Regions from separate parts of the Triticum aestivum genome. Here region 1 is linked to region 2. A link is a contact called in public Hi-C data. All regions are on one chromosome and are shown on one strand. The core of a region is the stretch at or near the end of the contact, and the rest is flanking DNA. Distances in the headings are between cores, read along the strand shown. Region 1 holds the start of LOC123189982 (pentatricopeptide repeat-containing protein At5g13770, chloroplastic). Region 2 holds the start of LOC123185797.

Region 1 (3,543 bases), core at 311-2,810, 270 kb before region 2:
TTTAATTGCTGAGGTTCACTTATATCTTTTAGGGTAAATTGTTGATGAAATTTTCCCTTTTATATTTTTCACTTGTTAATCACTTATATTAATGGAAGCAAGAGTGTTGGTCTTGAAAAAAGAAATGAGAATTCTTAACCCGTGCATTTATAAGAATCTTGAGTGTAAAAGAGTTAATGCTTGATAATTGTCTTAAGATGGTTTCATAAAATGGTTACTTGTAAACGGATCGAGTAATTGTTTACCTAGAGGGGAATCGTGTCTCTTATGTGCTCGTCCTCACCGATAAGGGTTGGCAATTGTCTTAAGAAGTTGGAACTGAAAGGGGATGTGTCGGTGAGGGGGGGGGGATGAGTCCGGGAAGACTCAACGCACGGTGGCGGCAAGGGGGCATAAAACAAAGCCGGGGCACGGTGCTTCTAGAGTCCCAATAAGCGGCTCCATCATGCTGCACATCCATCATCCTTGGCACCTAGTTGAGATTCACCAGTGGACGCGTGGGTAGCAGCAATGATTCGGGAAGGAGGGGCAGGAGAAGATAGCACACTCCCACAACCCCGGAGTCACCAGGGGAGAGGTGACACGGAGGTGGGGGGCTTGTGAATCTTCCATTGGAAGTATAATGTACATAACCACGTTGATGAGGAGTATGAGCTTCTTCACTATGGGCGCTGAGTGGCATAACAATGACATTAAGATTATTCTCTTGACCTACGCCACCATCTCAGATGTGCCCTTCGATTTCATGATGCCCCCTGCGAGCACATCATACTATGTGTGGCAGAAGTGGCGGAGCCAAAACCTCAACATAGATAGAGCTAAACGTGTCATATAATGTTAGGAGGGGATAAATCACCTAGATCTAGCTAATTTTCTCGGACAGATAGAGAATTAGGAGCATACATAGGTGTATTTTCTGAGAGCTTGAGGAGTGGGGGTGGGAGGAGGGCACGACCACTGTCGGTCCCCCTGCCTCTGCCAGTGTGTAGCGACAACTAAAATTGTTCTTCAACAACAACCAAGCTAAGCCACACCATCCACACCTGTGCATATTCACTCCACTTTCCAAGGTGACACGGCTCTCACAAAATATCAAATGAATCAGTTTATTATTTATTCCTACATTATACGACGGACGTTTTTTGCGTGTGCGAAATGGGGAAGCAAATTATTGAATCCCATCAATGGAACCCAACAATGAAGCGGAAAAAAAACCCTATATATTGATGAAAATTGCATGTTTGAACTTAATCTGGCTGTTGGGTCGCCAGAACATGGGCAGGATCTCGTGGCTCTCGTAAGTGCCTTAGCATTTGTGATGTTTTCACCGAAAAGAAGTCAAGTACCACACCACAAGTCCAATTTTGCCTTGGACAATCTGTTGGCAGCTTTCATGATGTCTTGGACCCCAATTTCGCCTGCCAACACTTCAGACATGTAGCATCACAAGTTAACTGGTGGCTGTCCACCGGGCACGAGCTACGTGGACCAAGCCCCTCCAGTCACGACCAAATGAGGCCGTGGCTTCCCCCGTTTGCCCCAAAATCTGAGCTGCTTTCACTTGCCGGGTAACTGGACCTCCACGTCATGGATTTCCTGAGATTTCTACGAGAACCCACGTGGCCAGATCCCAGCCGTCGGAATCAGACAGTTTCCACCAGCAGATGCCCGTAAAAACCAGCGCGACGGAATCTCCTCCATGGCAGGATAAGGTGCCTTCGTCCCGAACAGCGTGGTTCTTCCATTCCCAGCCTCCAGTTCCCATCGCGAATCATGGCCAAATGCTACTCCGACTGGCCTCCCCTCCCCCCTCTCCATCCGTCGAGAAGATCGTCGCCCAACACCTCCCTCTGCACGATCAAGCGGCAGCTTGCGTCCTTCGTCCTGCACTGCTCCCGCTCCTGCGCCTCCCCCGTTCTTGAGCCCAAGAACTTGCCCGGCGAGCTCCATGTTTTTTCTGCTCCGGCGCCGGCCAAGGCGGCGCCGGTGTCTACGCTTCCCGACGCTGCGAAGCTCGGCATCTCCAACAAGTTCATCCGGGGCCTCTGCAGCGACCGGCAGACCGAGCCGCTCGCCTTCGAGTGCTACCGGAGGGCTCTGCAGCAGCCCGAGTTCCGGCCGGACAAGAAGACGATGAATGCGCTCACCGTCCAGCTGCTCCGGTCCAAGCAGTGGAGCTCGCTGGAGCACCTGGTCCAAGATTTCATGGCCTATGGTGTGCTCCCGGAGAGACGGACGTGCGCGCGGCTCGTCGCGACCTGCGTCAAGGCGAGGAAGTTCGGCCTCGCCGACGTGGTGCTCGGGGTCCTCGAAGGGAAGAAGGGCCCGGCCGCCGCCGTGTGCTTCAGCTCCGCGCTGCAGGCGTACAACAAGCTGCACATGTACCGGAGCACGGTGCTGCTGTACGAGCGGATGAAGGCGGCCTGCCTGTCGGTGAACGCCGACGCCTACCGCGCCGTGATGGCGGCGTTCGGGGCGCTGGGCGAGCCGGACGCGGTGGCCTCGCTGTTCAAGCAGTACAGGTCTCGGAAATGGTACCCCTCCGAGACCTGCCTCGAGACGTACACCATCGCCTGCGACGCGCTGGGGCGGGCAGGCAGAGCCCTGGACGCGCTCAAGTGCCTGCGGGAGATGGAGGCGGACGGCATCTCGCCGGACGCCGCGATCTACTCCACGGTCATCGGCTCTCTGGCGGACGCCCGGGAGACGGCGTCGTCGGAGGACGTGTACCACGAGGCATGGAAGAAGGGGATGCTGCGAGATCCAGACATGTTCCTGAAGGTGATCATCATGCAAGTCGAGACCGGGCTACTGGAGGACACGCTCGGCGTGGCCAAGGACATGAGGGAGATCGGCCTGAGGGTCACCGACTGCGTCCTCTCCACGGTCGTCAACGGCTTCGTGAAGAGGAGAGGCCTGAAGCCAGCCATCAGAGCGTATGACAAGCTGGTGGCCATGGGATGCGAGCCCGGGCAGGTCACCTACGCGTCGGCGATCAACGTGTACTGCCGGCTGGGGCGGAGCGACAGGGCGGAGTCCGTCTTCTCGGAGATGATCGACCGGGGCTTCGACAAGTGCGTGGTGGCGTACGGCAACATGATCTCCATGTACGGGCAGATCAGGAGGGCGTCGGACGCCACCAGGCTGCTGGCGCTGATGAAGCAGAAGGGGTGCGAGCCCAACGTGTGGGTGTACAACTCGCTCCTGGACATGCGCGGCAAGCTCGGGGACTCGAGGCAGGCCGAGAAGATCTGGAAGGAGATGATGCGGCGCAAGGTGCAGCCCGACCGGGTGAGCTACACGGCCATCGTCGGCGCGTTCAACCGGTCGGGGGAGCTGGACCGGTGCATGGACTACTACCAGGAGTTCAGGGAGACGGGAGGGACGGTGGACAAGACCCTGGCCGGCCTCATGGTGGGGGTGTTCTGCAAGACCAGCCGGTTCAACGACCTCATCCAGCTGCTGAGGGACATGAAGCTGCAGGGCACCAAGCTGGACAGGCGGCTGTACATGATCGTCCTCAACAGCCTCCGAGAGGCCGGG
Region 2 (3,703 bases), core at 575-3,074:
TTCCAGCGTAATCTATGAATATGTGTGATTTGAATTTTATCTCGTACATTGACATTTGAAATATTGAAACGCGTACCTCCAAACATCAATGTTTTATTAAATACTTCCTCTGTTTCGTTATTTAAGGTGTATTATTTTTGATACGATGACCAAGGCACATAATTATATACATGCTAGGACGAAATTACCTTTAGCAAATATATTGGCTTGTGGTAAGTAAATCAACTTGTTCAGAAAAGTAAGAGATACATGCAATCGAGAGAGAGACTTTCGTTCTTTTGCTATAAAAAGAGATGCACACAATCGGAAAAAAATATTTTTCTTTTTCTAGAGGGCTAAAACTGGAATTACGAGGAACTAAAAGAAATGACAAATACACCTTATATAAAGAAACGAAAGGAGTATGTCGTTGGAATGAAGTCGAAATAAGATTACATCTACAATAATGAGACAAATTGGAAAAGAACAATATTGGGAGCTAAGTTTTAGGGATTGATTACTTGATTACTCCTTTGGTTCCTAAATATATTCGTTTTCGTAGTTCAAAGAAACCAACCTTCCAATATACTGAGTTTTGGGGGAGTTAACAGTTCTGGGACCCCGCTTTGGAAGTTAATTGGGGTTTGAGTTAACTTTTGAGATTGATTAGAGTTGTCCTTAATGTGAAGAACAACATAGATACTATGTCTAACTTGCTTACTAGACGAGTGGTGAAACTAAAGGGTTATTTGGTTCTAGGACTAGCATTTCACATTTTGCCACATTTTTGACTAGTTCATCAAAACGAGAGCCATAAGTTGGCATTCGAAACGGAACAAGGCATGTTTCTCATTTCTGTATTTACACATCCATTGACCAGCCGGCCACCATCCGGTCAGTTACCATGTCAAAATCCACGTAACAACCGCACCAACTGCTCTTCGAGCACGCCACAACCGACGACACGACTAATCTGCGGGCGAAATCTCCTAAACGAAGAGCGGAGCCCGCACGGGCAAGCCCTTGGGCCTCGCCGCGCTCGCCGTCAGCGGCCGGAGCGCCGGCGCCCTACCGAGCGCGGACAGCCGCCCTTTGGACACCTTCTTGAAGGCCGCGGCATTGCGGCGCGCGAAGCGCCGGCGGTGCGCGTCCTGCAGCCCGACCTCGCAGCTCCGGGACGCCTTGATCCGCTTGCCCGGCGGCTTGGCCAGGTCCTCCAGGCCGCCCACGGCCGCGAGCGACGCGAACGACTGCGACTTGCCGTCGAAGAACTTGGACAGACCCCTCCTGCGCCAAGAGAAAAAGAACGCCATGTCAGACCACAGCTTCAATCAAGATCGAGCTCGAGCCTACAAAGAACCGCGGTGTCCGGGCAGAGCACGTACTTGAGCGGGAGCTGCGCCATGAGGGAGGACATCTGGAAGTTGTCGGTGGATCCGGAGGAGCCGGAGCTGGAGGTGGCATCGTCGTCGAGCTCCTCGTCCGACGACAGCATGGAGCCGGCCGCCGACATCCCGGACTCGGACGGGCAGCCGATGTCCTCCTCCTGCTCCTCCTCGCAGCTCTTTCCATTGCTCCGCGGGAACAGCATGTAGGCTTCCATCTCCCGAGCAGATCAGACGATCACAGCAACGCACGAAACCAAACCAAACGATCGACGCAGCGTGAATGGCTGGAGTTCACGGGTGCTAGCAGGACGATGGCTTGGAGGACGGAGCGGGGGATCGGAAGCTATAAAGGTACCGGGGGAGGAGGAGGATAAGAATGAATGACGAGCCGTGGCAGAGGAGGATGCGCGCGGGACGGGATAAAGAAGTCAGTTCGTAGCAGAATAGAATAGCAGGAATTAAAAAACGATGATGATAAATACGGGCGTGATGGTTATCATCTCGGCGGCAGTCAGGCTCCGTGGAGTGGGTCGAGGGGATAAGGCATCCACGTGTTTTTCTTGCACGGCTTTGCAGGATGCGACGGGTCTGCGCGCGCACTGTGGTGGGGGTGGTGTGTCCCCCTTTCCCGCAGGCGTGCCGACCGTCCCCATCCGGTGGAGCCGGGAGGAACCTGGGGATGTATGCTATGCTTGCATAGTGCCATTGCAGTACGCTTTGGCTACGCATTCGGACCGTTGGATCCTTATCTTTGTTTGTCGACGGCTCTGATGGGGGATCGGGTCGAGTAAAATAGAGTGCTTTATCAGTTGACCATGCTCGGATTGGCTGAGTATGGGACCGCAGCCTGCTTCATTTTCTTATCGACAGACTCTCGTGGCATATGGTATTGATGGAGAAAGCTGATACAATTAATTTGCTTATCTCAGCCAACTCTAGGTAGAGTCTACCATAAGGGCATCTTCAACGCTAAACGCTTGTTGAGGCGCTTAAGCAATTAAAAGAAATTGTTTTTTCGTGTAGCGCTCGTTTAAGAGTCCCTGCCTCCAACGCTCCTAGTAATCTATAGACGCCTCACAATTCAAAAGACGTACGCAAGCGTTAGCTCTCCCCAACGCAGCAAAAAAAGTAGTGGGCGTAGTTTGTGTTGATTCTCTTGAGATCTCCATGCTAATTCTGGCTATCAGGTTAGCGCCCGCTACCACCTAGTTCGTTGTATGTGGAAAAAAAGAGGGCAAGCGCCTGACGACAGGAATTGCGCCCACGCAAGCCAAAATCCTGGACTCTGCCAGGAATCGGACGAAACGGCCAGAAAAATCACCCTAGCGCCCGTTTTAAGCATCTGCATTGTAGATGCGCTAAAACTCTACTCAAGTGATGATGCGAGGAAAAAAAACTCTATTTAAGCACACGTTGCACAAACTCTTGAATTATCAAGTGAAACCACGTCACTTATTTCTGAACGGAGGTTTATTTTAAGTCATCCGGGATCCTAGCCTTGGTCAAACCACTCTTTTTCAAGAGGCAATGGCTCGAACCCGCCAAATATAGCGGTGGAGCGTCAATTAGATTGAAGAACAAGTCATGGACAGGTCAGCCACTTACTCATCGGGCCATCTGTGATTCTTAGATCAAATTCGTGCTAACTTTAGAGAGGGACGCATGGGTCATGGCCCAGTTTGGTCCCCATGATGCTCTGCCCCTGCTTGGATTGGAGAGCCAAACAACCTAGTCTCTCCTTTCAAATGGGGCGGGTGTTGATGTATTGCCTTTAGGAGGGGGAAACAGAATACACTCTTAAGTGTGAGTTATTTTTATTTTTGCAACAAAATGGGCACTAGACATGTCGTGGGATTTAGCGACAATACACATTGTTATGGATTTGGGAGCACAACAAGATGATCTAGGACGGGGTTGGCGACAATACACATTGTCATGGATTTGGGAGCACAACAAGATGATCTAGGACGGGGTTCATATGAGGGCGGTTACCCAGGTTCAGGCCCACTGTTGAAGAGGTATTACCCTACTCATGTTCGATATTTGTATGGCCTCGTACGAGGAATTCTCAATACAAAGATCGTACAAGTGTGTCTTTGTGTGCTTGTGTCTGCATACCGCGTGAGGGCGCCCTGACCTTGCCTTATAAAGGGCTAACAAGGCTAGGGTTTTACAATGGTCGACTCGTTTGGGCGTGGTAACGGATCATTGATCTCGTGTTGTTACTCTTGATTAAGTATCTTGTGGTAATGCTCGGTTCATGGCGTCACAACATATGTCTTGATAGCGCACCAATGACCCAGTCGAGTGCACTTCGTGGAAAAGGCTCGGTCCAG

The links. Hi-C and Micro-C count contacts between places; a contact is called where the count stands out from the background.
Region 1: a Hi-C map of leaf shows a contact between it and region 2, with 2.7 times the contacts expected there. The contact joins the promoter of LOC123189982 here to the promoter of LOC123185797 in region 2. A contact is called at or near these places in 2 of 5 Hi-C or Micro-C datasets (both in leaf) and 1 of 1 datasets of contacts at active chromatin or transcription factors (leaf).

What each region holds. Positions count from the first base shown.
Region 1 is chr2A:647,447,314-647,450,856 of IWGSC CS RefSeq v2.1, reverse strand. LOC123189982 (pentatricopeptide repeat-containing protein At5g13770, chloroplastic) reads left to right here and starts at 1,560. Exons shown (of 1, transcript XM_044602522.1): 1 at 1,560-3,543. The coding sequence starts at 1,774.
Region 2 is chr2A:647,176,160-647,179,862 of IWGSC CS RefSeq v2.1, reverse strand. LOC123185797 reads right to left here and starts at 1,824. Exons shown (of 2, transcript XM_044597620.1): 1 at 1,365-1,824; 2 at 798-1,266. The coding sequence starts at 1,582. The coding sequence ends at 969.